2 separate regions of the Pelodiscus sinensis genome follow, and region 2 is linked to region 1. A link is a contact called in public Hi-C data. All regions are on one chromosome and are shown on one strand. Each heading gives the region's core, a stretch centred on a gene start, on an enhancer-like site or on the middle of the called end of the contact. The rest is flanking DNA. Distances are from core to core; before and after follow the strand shown.

Region 1 (6,357 bases), core at 1,505-4,004:
CTTCATTCTGAGTAACTTTGCCCTAAGCAACTCACAGTAAAATACTTCATTCTCAAAGACAGAAAACACAAAACAGTTTTATAATTCACCACCAAGAGACAGGTATGGGTGGCACAACACACCACTTCTCAGTGAATGAAACGGGGAAGAGGTCTTGTTTTGCTTAATAAATCGCCTCTCCTATATATGTATAAGGGTCAGACCTTCCCCTTCTCACATACTATGGGAAGCCCTGCCCTCCCCTCTCTCCACATACTAGGGATGTTAGGAAGCGAGTAAATAACTAATCATGTAGTAGACAGAATTTCTATAAACCACACGATTAGTCGATAAGGGAGGAATCCTCTGGGACCTACCCCCGCTGTGGCTCTTCAGTTTAAATGCAGTAGTAGCCAGGCTGCCTGCTCGCCCAGCTCTTACTACATTTAAACTGCAGAGCCGCAGCAGGGGAGAAGGGTAGCTCCTGGACCCAGCACAAGACGGAACTGAGCAAGCCCAGCCGTCCCAGGTGAACAAGGGCTGCTCCACGGGATATGGTGCAGCCTCTGCCCGCAGCAAGCCTAGGCCTGCCACAGGCAGAGGCTGCTTCACGGCAGATTCCCATGCCTACCCCTTTGGAGATGGTGCTAACCCAGCACTGGCTCTTCCTGATACAGAGGCGGAGAGGGAGGGAGAGTGTGCTAGTAGGCTTCTCACCCACATCCCTACCACACATGTCCCATAAATCTAGGGTTGCCAGGTGTCTGGTATTTGAGCTTTCTGTTCGGAAAACAAATTGAGAAACTATCAATGTCCGGTATTTTCTAACTCAGATGTCATGTAGACTGTGATGCAATGTCAAGTGTGTCCGGTATTTTTGTTGAAACCACCTGGCAACCCTCACCCTTGTGCAACACCCCCCATACGGCAGCCCTCTCCAGTCTCAGTAAGGCAGGTGCTCGCTCCCGTCTCCTTCACAACCCCCCCCCCCCCCCCCCCCCGGGCCAGTCCAACCCCCTCGGGGCAGCGCCAGCCTTGGCCCCACTGGCCCCATAGGGCAGCTTCGCCCCTTTCGCCCCGCAGGGCGGAGCCCCCGCGCCGCCGTCACCTGTAGGGGTTGGAGTCGGTCACCTCCGGGCTCATGCTCTCGATACGGGCCCGCCCCGCGCCGCCGCCGCCGCGCTCCCGGGCCAGCGCCTCCTCCAGCTCCCGCACGCGGCGCTGCAGCTTCGCCACCAGACCGGCCGAATCCATGGCAGCGGCTCGCGCCCGGCCCGGCAGCGCAACGACACGTCTCCGCGCGGGCGGCTTCCGGCCGGGAGCCACAGGCAGCGTCCTCCCCGCTGCAACCCAGCCCGCCAGCAGAGTTCCGGGCACGACGCGAGGCCGAACGGCAGGGGGCGCTGGGGAGGGCAAGTCGGCTGCCATCGGCGGTGTGCCCGAAGTATTAACATACAGTCACGATCATTAACCCATAGAAAATAAATGCTAGTGAGGCCCGAGCCCGAAATGTAGCACCTGCATTAATATCTATAATAACAATGTGTGGCAACACTGCCTTAGAGCAGGAGACATACACAAAGCAATATGTAGAATGACAGAAACCACAGACACGGTATTATAGGCACTATATACACTGCCCTGCACAGGAGGCACAAACAGTACATTTTACTTACCCCCTCATCGGCCATACACAGTTGTTATAAACACTTCCCCGCCCTCTGTGGCATGCTTTTGATTCTGCATTACCAACCGTAGGCATTGAAAACGTCTTTAGTCGTGCCCCTACATATCAGGAATTTAGCTGAAAAATAATACAATAGATGTTATTAAATAATACCTGTTGGGTGCTTTATATTTGTCTTCTGATGTTTGAGACACATTTTCAGCGCTTTCAGGCAATCATTACGGCTAGAAACTTCCATTTTTTTAAGTGAAGGCTGCAATTTCTTCACCATTTGACTGACTCTGGAAGTTAGAAGTAAAAGGAGGAAAAAACTCGAATATAAAAAGATTTATTATAAAATCGGGAGAATTGGAAAGAATGATATCACATGGTTATATTTTAAAACATCGGTCAGCAGGCTTGTAAGCTGATGTTTCAACGTGGTATCTGTTCAGCGTTGTGATAGATTTGTAGGTGAAACATCACACTCCGATTGCTGCGATACAGCTGTGAGTTACAAGTTACCTAGTGATAGAAATGTAGCCGTGTTAGTCTGGGGTAGCTGAAGCAAAATGCAGGACAATGTAGCACTCTAAAGACTAACAAGATGGTTTATTAGATGATGAGCTTTCGTGGGCCAGACCCAGGATCTGAGGAAGTGGGTCTGGCCCACGAAAGCTCATCATCTAATAAACCATCTTGTTAGTCTTTAAAGTGCTACATTGTCCTGCATTTTGCTTAAGTTACCTAGTGGTTGTCTGAGATACATGGGAACCCGGTTGTCATTCACATGTGCCACACTATGATTGCTTACTAGTGAAATGCTCTGGCTAGAATCTTCCACACCTGAATTAAAACAAATGTAAAACCCCTCACAATTTCACATTTTATACCAAATCTTCACACACACGCATCCCCCACCAGCTCTGTAGCTGGAAATGGGAAAACTTACTTTAGCTACGACACACACATAGGTGCCAGCACCTGTGACTAGTTGTCTGTCAGACGCACAAGTTGGCAATGATCGCTGGGACTGGGGGAGAAGCTAAGTTTGCTCTCACTGCATCTAAACCAACAGCCTGCCTGACCCCTTCGCCCCGCATCCCTTCACTTCAGGCAACTCAAGCCTTTCCCACGGGAGGAGGAGCCTCCAGGCCAGGGGACTGTTTGCGCCAATAGCGTACGCCGGGAGGGGGGGCGTTGCCTGGCGTAGGTCGGGGGGAGGAGGTGCGGTTACGCTGCTAGCGTACTTGGGCTGGCTGGGTGGACGATGGCAGCTGAGCCTGGCACCACGGCGGTGAGGGCGCAGCACAGGTTTGACCAGGCGGCCCTGGAGCAATACCTGTCCCGCCATTTGCCCGGCTTTCCTCTGCAGCCCCCTGAAGCGCTGACAGCCAGGCAGTACAGGTAACCCTGCGGGGGCCCCCAAGCGCGCCCGGGCTGTGGCTGCCTCTTCCCATTGCCCTCCCAGGACAAAACGCTCCCGTCACACCTGCATCAGCCAGCCAGGACGCCAAGCGGCGGGTGCTGCCTTGTTTCACCCACGACAGTGTCCGAGAAAGCCCAGGGAGCATTGCTTGCCCAGCGAGGAAAATCAGCCCCAAAACTTGTGCTGGAATCGGAGCTGCGCGCTGCCTGTCCCTAGATTGTGGCTTCTTGTGGCACAAATCTCTGTGGCCAAGTCCACACTGGTACTTTACAGCGCTGTAACTTTCTGGCTCAGGGATGTGAACACCCCCTTCTCCCTCTCAGTGCATCAAGTTACAGCGCTGTAAAGTGCCATTGAAGCTCATCTGAGGTGGGTTTTGCCCAGGAAAGCTCATGATACCACAGATATATATATTTGTTAGTCTCTAAGGTGCTGCAGGACTACTCGTCTGTAACATGCCAATGTGAATCATAAGCTACTCCTCATGCAAAAGTGTTTTACATGGAATGCACTCTCCCAACGCTCCTGCCATGGCTACGTTTCCAGTATAAAGCACGTCTGTGGCTGTGTTTTAAATGGTTAAGTATGGACAAAGCCTGAATCTCAGTGGTTTTAAGTGTAAGAATGCAAGGTCCACTGCTACAACGTAAAACTCGCTGTCATTTAAGTTTGTGCTTCTCACTCCTACCCACAGCCAATAGTCCCTCAGTTTTTTTCAGTCCACGTGCACAATAAATTTTATGTGCACCTGGCATGAAAATAACTTATCATTTCTTACAGATATTATCCTCTCACAACTGCTCCCCCCTTGAAGGGAGGCCTTAGGGTGTGTGGGGTTGCTGGCAATACAATAGTACCTGCAAGAAATTTAAGTGTAGGTTGAAGAATGGGGGAGGGGAGAAGCTCAGGGCAGAGGATTCGGGTGTATGGGTGCAGAAGTTAGAGCAGAGGGCAGGGAAATGGGCTGCAGGAGTCAGGGTTGGGATGTATGAGGGACTCAGGGCAAAGGGGTATGAAGAGGGGCTCAGAACAGGAGGCTGCAGGTGGGTCAGAGCAGGGGGCTGGGAGGTGTAAAGCAGGTGAGTGTGTGGGGGGCAAAGGTGCCAGTTCAGGGGGTGAGGAGGCTGTAGCTGCCTTTACCTGGTCATTGTGTGTTTTTTCCCCCTGTTTGCTGTGGCTAGGGAGTAAGGGTAAAGTGCTCCAGAGCCTCTTCTGGATGACCCACCCAAGTGCACAGCTTACAGGGAATGCTTCCCGCAACCTCTGAGAGTAAGTCAACTTTTCTGGATATTTGCCTAATTTCACAACAGGCTATATAAAAAGAACTAGCAAAGCCAGTGCAAGCTAAAATTTCATAGACAAATGAGAAAGCAAGCAATTGTTCAGTAATAGTGTGCTATGATGTTTCTTTATTTGTATATCAGGTTTTATAAGTGAGGTGAAACTTGAGGTACACAAGACAAATTGGACTCAGCAGTTTGGGAAGGTTGAGAACCACTGGTTTAGGTAGCTCTAAGAAAGACTTTGGGAGTTGTGAATGTTGTTTGTAATAGGGTCATCCTTCAAAATATGGATCAATCCTAGAAATACTGGAAATGGTAATTGCCTGTGAGGTAGGCAAAGCTCCTCATAGACTCATAGACTTTAAGGTCAGAAGGGACCATTATGATCATCTAGTCTGACCCCCTGCACAGTGCAGGCCACAGAATCTCGCCCACCCCTCTTAGAATAATCCTCTCACCTATGTCTCAGATATTGAAGCCTTCCAATACTTTGAAGGCCCCAACATGCAGAGAGTCCTTCAGCTGTGATCTGTGCCCAATGCTACAGAGGAAGGCAAAAAACCTCCAGGGCCTCTGCCAATCTACCCTGGAGTAAAATTCCTTCCTGACCCCAAATATGGCGATCAGCTAAACCCTGAGCATGTGGGCAAGACTCACCAGCCAGACACCCAGAAAGTTCCCTATAATGAATGGTCAATTAGTTACCAAGATCATGTTATTTCATCCAACCATCCCCTTATCATAGAATCATAGAACTGGAAGAGACCTCAGAAGGTCGTCAAGTCCAGCCCTCCGCTCTAGGCAGGACCAATCCCATCTAAATCAACCCGGCCAGGGCTTTGTCAAGCCGAGACTTAAACACCTCTAGGGATGGAGACTCCACTACTTCCCTAGGTAACCCATTCCAATGCTTCACTACCCTCCTAGTAAAATAGTTTTTCCTAATATCCAATCTGGACCTCTCCCACCACAACTTGAGACCATTGCTCCTTGTTCTGCCATCTGTCACTACTGAGAACAGCCTCTCTCCATCCTCTTTGGAACCTCCCTTCAGGAAGTTGAAGGCTGCTATCAAGTCCCCCCTCACTCTTCGCTTCTGCAGACTAAACAGACCCAAGTCCCTCAGCCTCTCCTCGTAGGTCATATGCTCCAGACCCCTAATCATTTTGGTTGCCCTCCGCTGGACCCTCTCCAATGCGTCCGCATCCTTTTTGTAGTGGGGGGCCCAGAACTGGACACACTACTCCAGATGTGGCCTCACCAAAGCCGAATAAAGGGGAATAATGACATCTCTGGATCTGCTGGCAATGCTCCTCTTAATGCATCCTAATATGCCATTAGCCTTCTTGGCTACAAGGGCACACTGTTGACTCATATCTAGCTTCTCATCCACTGTAACCCCCAGGTCCTTTTCTGCAGAACTACTACTTAACTGGTTGGTCCCCAGCCTGTAACTATGCTTGGGATTCTTCCGTCCCAAGTGCAGGACTCTACACTTGTCTTTGTTGAATCTCATGAGATTTCTAGTGGCCCAATCCTCCAATTTGTCTAAGTCACTCTGGACCCTATCTCTGCCCTTAAGCGTATCTACCTCTCCCCCTAGCTTAGTGTCATCTGCAAACTTGCTGAGGGTGCAATCTATCCCCTCATCCAGGTCATTTATAAAGATATTGAACAAAACCGGTCCTAGAACCGAACCTTGGGGCACTCCACTAGAAACTGACCGCCATCCTGACATCGAGCCATTGATCACTACCCGCTGGGCCCGGCCTTCTAGCCATCTTTCTATCCATCTTACCGTCCATTTATCCAATCCGCATTCCCTTAACTTGCTGGCAAGAATATTGTGGGAGACCGTATCAAAAGCCTTGCTAAAGTCAAGGTATATAACATCCACTGACTTTCCCATGTCCACTGAGCCAGTTACCTCATCATAGAAGCTAATCAGATTGGTCAAGCACGACTTGCCCTTTGTGAATCCATGCTGACTATTCCTGATC
Region 2 (6,357 bases), core at 2,020-4,519, 170 kb after region 1:
GCGGGAATTACTTAAAAGGAGTAATGAAAGAATGGAGGCAAGACTGAGCAGAGGATGGAAAAAAGAGAATGGAGACCGTCTGGAAAGAGGCTAAAGTGAAGAGACTGAAGGAGGGAATAGGAACAGGCTTTCTAAAAGGGTTTGTATACTAACCCTTGACTCAGTTTTAAATTAGGAGACTCAGAGTATCGACAGACTACAAGTTCATTCCAGGTAAACTGATGATTGTCTCTATTCTCTATCCTGCAAGAGTTATTAAAGATCTTAATCCAAATGAACAATTTATGGCACCTTTCAAAGATACGACTTAAAGCTTTCTCTAAGTCAAACAAAAAGTGTGTGGGGGGGCAGTTTGAACTGAGCATTTTGCTTTCTCATGTTGTTGGCTCCCTGTATACAATTATAAGACAAGACTTTGAAAAGTAGCAATTTCCCTTTCATCATGGAGTCTCTTAAGAAATACAAGAAAATGTCAGCTGTTTTCTCTAAAAGCAAGCTTCATTTCAGGCAAGTCTCTTGTTAAGTATCATCCTACCTACCACTCCCCTTTGTGCAACACACCTCATCTCACACTACTGTACTGAATTATTTACTTTTAATAAGTAAAAAACCCTATACTCCCACTGCACAGCTCAGAAAACCTTTACTACTTTATGTTTTTAAACAGAAGCCTATTTCATTCATGAGCTGATATTTACCAAGAAATAAGCCATCTATTTGGAAATCCCATATTACTTGTCTCTTCCTGCTACTGTGGATTTTAAGTTACTACTGCAGCCCAAAGTTCTGTGACAAAAAAATTAATGGAACACAATCATAATATTTTGGGGTATAATTGATGTGGAAAAAGGAAAACTAGATACAAAATGGAGAGACAAACATCATTTAAAATAGTTGTATATAGATTTTCTGAATAATTAATATTACCAATTTAGTTGCCTGTATCAGGATGGACTTCAGTGTAGATTTTTTTTAAATTTAAAGGTACAGAGTTGAGAATTTGTTATCAATTTAAGTTGTAGTGATATGTTCCAAAGTTTGCTGAAATGATGTTTCAGATTTTTAAACTAACATATGCAGGCCACATAAACTAAGCCTTTGAACAATTTCACAGTAACATATATAACACATTTGGATTTATAGATAATATTAAGATTTATAGATGAAGTTATTAAAGATCTGAAGGGTTTTTAAGTGATACTCATCAGAATCACTTATGTAAAATCAAAGTCTGACCATTAAGAACCATTCCCGAAACACCAAGAGTTTGAACATTCTGAAGATGATACCTGATGATTCCGTTCCCGGGACACTTAAATATAACGTACACAATGTGACATCCTAGCTCATTCAAAGGAACCAGTTGAACACACACAGGATTTATTGGTTTTTACAACTGAGTTATTTTATGGAGACTTTAAGGAAGACAAAAGCAGCAGCAAAAAGAAGAAAGAAAATTTGGAAAAGTGTTCATAGGTTACACAGGAACAGTGTTAACTTGAATGAATCTTTAAGCATTAGCTTTCCATTTGCAGGAAGTTGCTGAACATATTTTTAACCAAAGAAGTTTCACCTTTAATTCTAATGGTATTATTGATTTTGTGGTTTAACTTTTAGCCCCCTACAGCAATCACAGACTGGATTAAGATTCAAGTTAGTGGGCTAAAACTCACAACAATTTAGCATTTAAATAGTCTACAATTTTTAGAATAGCAGCAATTTGTCTGTGCCCAATAAATGAAGCAGAGGTTAAATAGCAAGAGCAGGGGCTCCTCACATTTCCTCAACTTGAAATTCATATAGCTGAAACCAGAATCACTCAGGTTCTCACCCCTTGCACTTCATATTGAATATACATATCAGAGCCAGCAGTGACGGAAACAAGTCATTCATCCCCAAAACTTAAATCTTTCCTAAAAATAAACTGAAGCATGGGCTCAAAATTTACAAGGCTGAAGAAGGGAAACAGGAAAAGAGACTTCCTGAGAATCATTAACACCAAGAATTCAGACTAAATAATGGTAAGAGGATAAACATTTACTCAATTTTAATCTTGTCAGCCTTGCTGGCAAAAGTCTAACCCCATTCCATCATATAATTCATGTTGGAAAAGTTGAACCAACTTCAGTCCCATTTGGAAGCAAATAACCCAGACTGAAGCAGGAAGGTATCCAAACTCATGAGGATTGCAGGGAAAGTGCACATTTTCAGGCAGACCTAACCAAAAGGCATGCCTCTAGTTTGTGCTCTTCAGACCTGCTGCAGATACCTGATGTCCAACTTCCCGTTGAGGACAGAGGACCCTCCTCAACAATAAGTGACCCATCCTCAAATTATTTCTGAAGTGCACCATTCTGCCCAAAGATTTTTATCATGCAATGGTGGGAAAGGAAAAGTGATGAAGGATAAAAACTAACATTAAGAGTTATTAGCCACCGGTGAAAGAAGAAAATTCAAGTTTTCAAGCATCCACTAACACCTCCCCTGGGGACGATAATTATCAGCAGCAGCAAAGGGAGTAGCAAGTTTTACAGTAAATGTTACCTTACCTCCCGATGTACAGGGGAAAAAAAAACCACTCAAAGAGTTTTTTGCAACAGGTGTGTCAGGCTCTTTCCGAAGGGGTGGGGGAGAGGATTTCGCCAGGTGTCTAACAGCCTCCCCACTACGAGTTCTCCTCCAGGTGGGGCAGGAAAAGGTGTATATGAGCCTCCTCCATGCTACCCCCTCCCAATGGGGCAAGAGGGGAAAGGTGCTTGGAGAGGGGCGGGCTGTGGCAGCCTCCCCTGCACCCCCGCCTCGGAGCCAGTGGAGAGATGCGGGGAATAGCAGGGGTGGATGCCCGGCGTGCAGGAGTCGGTGCCCGGGTTTGGGGGAGGGGGCGTCACAGCCACCCCGGCGGTTACCGAGCTGCCGGCAGCGCACGGGGCTGTCACTCACACACGCCCCGAGCGGGCCGGACACGGCGGGATCCCGCCGCCCCGCGGGGTTTACCTGGCCGGTGAGCTGCGCTGCCCGGTCCCCGCCAGCCCCTGCTACCGCCTGGCCGCAGCCGGCGCTGGAGCTCACAGCAGCGAACAGACCCGCACGCTGCCGCCGGCGCTTCACCTGCCCTGCCTGCAGCGCCCCGCCTCTCTGAGCCCCTCAGAGCCTGGCGCTGGACGCCGCCATTTTCACTCCGGCAGCGAAACGCCCTCCGTGCGCAAGCCCCGTCGGGTCCCACACTGTCACGGGACCGGTCAGCTGACTCGCCCCGTCCCCTTGCCCGTCGAGAGACCGCCCCGCCCTTAGACCAGCCTCTGTGCGCATGCGCACGCCGGAGAGCCGCTGTCAGCCCGCGGGGCAGAGATAGGTTGGGGGCGGGTTCTGAGAGTAGGCGGGGCGCAGGGCTGGGGGAGGGTCAGTGTGTGGGCGGGGCTCGGGGCAGGGCTGGGGAAGGGTCAGTGTGTGGGCGGGGCTCAGAGGGCAGGGCTGGGGAGGGTCAGTGTGTGGGCGGGGCTCAGAGGGCGGGGCTGGGGGAGGGTCAGTGTGTGGGCGGGGCTCAGAGGGCGGGGCCGGGGGAGGGTCAGTGTGTGGGCGGGGCTCAGAGGGCAGGGCTGGGGAGGGTCAGTGTGTGGGCGGGGCTCAGAGGGCGGGGCTGGGGGAGGGTCAGTGTGTGGGCGGGGCTCAGAGGGCGGGGCTGGGGGAGCGTCAGTGTGTGGGCGGGGCTCAGAGGGCGGGGCTGGGGAGGGTCAGTGTGTGGGCGGGGCTCAGAGGGCGGGGCTGGGGGAGCGTCAGTGTGTGGGCGGGGCTCGGGGCAGGGCTGGGGAAGGGTCAGTGTGTGGGCGGGGCTCGGGGCAGGGCTGGGGAAGGGTCAGTGTGTGGGCGGGGCTCAGAGGGCAGGGCTGGGGGAGCGTCAGTGTGTGGGCGGGGCTCAGGGGGCCGGGCTGGGGAGGGTCAGTGTGTGGGCGGGGCTCAGGGGGCCGGGCTGGGGGAGGGTCAGTGTGTGGGCGGGGCTCAGGGGGCCGGGCTGGGGGAGGGTCAGTGTGTGGGCGGGGCTCAGGGGGCCGGGCTGGGGAGGGTCAGTGTGTGGGCGGGGCTCAGAGGGCAGGGCTGGGGGAGCGTCAGTGTGTGGGCGGGGCTCAGAGGGCGGGGCTGGGGGAGGGTCAGTGTGTGGGCGGGGCTCAGAGGGCGGGGCTGGGGGAGCGTCAGTGTGTGGGCGGGGCTCAGAGGGCAGGGCTGGGGAGGGTCAGTGTGTGGGCGGGGCTCAGAGGGCGGGGCTGGGGGAGGGTCAGTGTGTGGGCGGGGCTCAGAGGGCGGGGCCGGGGGAGGGTCAGTGTGTGGGCGGGGCTCAGAGGGCAGGGCTGGGGAGGGTCAGTGTGTGGGCGGGGCTCAGAGGGCGGGGCTGGGGGAGGGTCAGTGTGTGGGCGGGGCTCAGAGGGCGGGGCTGGGGGAGCGTCAGTGTGTGGGCGGGGCTCAGAGGGCGGGGCTGGGGAGGGTCAGTGTGTGGGCGGGGCTCAGAGGGCGGGGCTGGGGGAGCGTCAGTGTGTGGGCGGGGCTCGGGGCAGGGCTGGGGAAGGGTCAGTGTGTGGGCGGGGCTCAGAGGGCAGGGCTGGGGGAGCGTCAGTGTGTGGGCGGGGCTCAGGGGGCCGGGCTGGGGAGGGTCAGTGTGTGGGCGGGGCTCAGGGGGCCGGGCTGGGGGAGGGTCAGTGTGTGGGCGGGGCTCAGGGGGCCGGGCTGGGGGAGGGTCAGTGTGTGGGCGGGGCTCAGGGGGCCGGGCTGGGGAGGGTCAGTGTGTGGGCGGGGCTCAGAGGGCAGGGCTGGGGGAGCGTCAGTGTGTGGGCGGGGCTCAGAGGGCCGGGCTGGGGAGGGTCAGTGTGTGGGCGGGGCTCGGGGCAGGGCTGGGGAAGGGTCAGTGTGTGGGCGGGGCTCGGGGCAGGGCTGGGGGAGGGTCAAAGTGTGTGGGCGGGGCTCAGAGGGCAGGGCTGGGGGAGCGTCAGTGTGTGGGCGGGGCTCGGGGCAGGGCTGGGGAAGGGTCAGTGTGTGGGCGGGGCTCGGGGCAGGGCTGGGGAGGGTCAGTGTGTGGGCGGGGCTCAGAGGGCGGGGCTGGGGGAGCGTCAGTGTGTGGGCGGGGCTCAGGGGGCCGGGCTGGGGAGGGTCAGTGTGTGGGCGGGGCTCGGGGCAGGGCTGGGGAAGGGTCAGTGTGTGGGCGGGGCTCGGGGCAGGGCTGGGGAGGGTCAGTTTTTGGGCGGGGCTCGGGGCAGGGCTGGGGAAGGGTCAGTGTGTGGGCGGGGCTCGGGGCAGGGCTGGGGGAGGGTCAGTGTGTGGGCGGGGCTCAGAGGGCAGGGCTGGGGAGGGTCAGTGTGTGGGCGGGGCTCAGAGGGCGGGGCTGGGGGAGGGTCAGTGTGAGGGCGGGGCTCACAGGGCTGGGGTAGAGGCCTAGGGAGGGTCAGGTGCCCTGGGGGCAAACGCAAAATTTGTGCATCCACCCCCATCATCTGTTACTACCTGTGGGACTTTACACATTCCAGTCTGCGCTGGGAGGGGAACGTGAAAAGGGTTTGGTTTGGTCCCTCCATGCTGCTCCCATCTGGCTAAAGTGCAGAATTTGCCATGTGGGAAGCAGGAGTTAGCAGCCCACAAGGCGAGCAGGGCCCGGCCGTTTGGGATGACAATCAACCACACCCATATGGGCAGCTGAGGCTAGAGAATTATTTGAGCTCCTTGTGGTGCGGCACGCTGTGTGCATCAGGTGTGTCCGCACCAAGCCTGGCAGCACGACGGTGGCTCATGGGAAGATTGGGACTCGGGGCTTCCAAAGGAAGCTGACGAGGCCAGGCTGCAAAAGGACCGGGATTAAAACTGCTGTGCAGGTCCCAGATGGCATTGCATTGCAAGCAGCCGTTGCAGCGTAGCCAGAATGGGAGCCGGTCTCTGTAGAGCACCAAGCAATGTCCCTGACTTTGCTTGTGTTCTTAAGCAGAGGGATGGGACATATAGGGGGGGCTCAGGGCAGGGAGTTCCAGTGTCAGGAGGCGGGTTCAGAACAGAGGTTTAGTGTTTGGAGGGATGTGGGTGGAGTTAAGGAGTCATGCAGGTGGTTGAGTTCCAGGGGCTGGATTAGGGTCGGGAGTGAGGGTGCAGGAGTCAGCGATGGCGGTGGAAGGTGAAGCGCTCATGGCAGGGCGCTGGAAGGCAGGGGTAGCTTACCAGGGCTGGCCAATGATGAGTATGACGCAGCTCTTGTGGCGGATCCTCATGGGGACAAGGGACTCCAGGAGCTGGCCCCAGTTTCCATCTACTCCCCTGCAGCAAGTGGAGAGACCTAGCTCTAGAGGTCATCCCTCACCTGCAACTGCCCCTGATGCTCTTGGGAGT

Evidence for each region. Hi-C and Micro-C count contacts between places; a contact is called where the count stands out from the background.
Region 2: a Hi-C map of an unstated tissue shows a contact between it and region 1, with 5 times the contacts expected there. The contact joins the promoter of DNAJC13 here to the promoter of UBA5 in region 1. A contact is called at or near these places in 2 of 5 Hi-C or Micro-C datasets (blood and an unstated tissue).

Annotation. Positions count from the first base shown.
Region 1 is chr2:179,836,549-179,842,905 of ASM4963464v1, forward strand. UBA5 (ubiquitin like modifier activating enzyme 5) reads right to left here and starts at 2,755. Exons shown (of 13, transcript XM_025189698.2): 1 at 2,598-2,755; 2 at 1,656-1,783. It overlaps ACAD11 (acyl-CoA dehydrogenase family member 11), which reads left to right and starts at 2,878. Exons shown (of 20, transcript XM_006133149.4): 1 at 2,878-3,052. The coding sequence starts at 2,916.
Region 2 is chr2:180,003,619-180,009,975 of ASM4963464v1, forward strand. DNAJC13 (DnaJ heat shock protein family (Hsp40) member C13) reads right to left here and starts at 3,270. Exons shown (of 57, transcript XM_075921899.1): 1 at 2,995-3,270.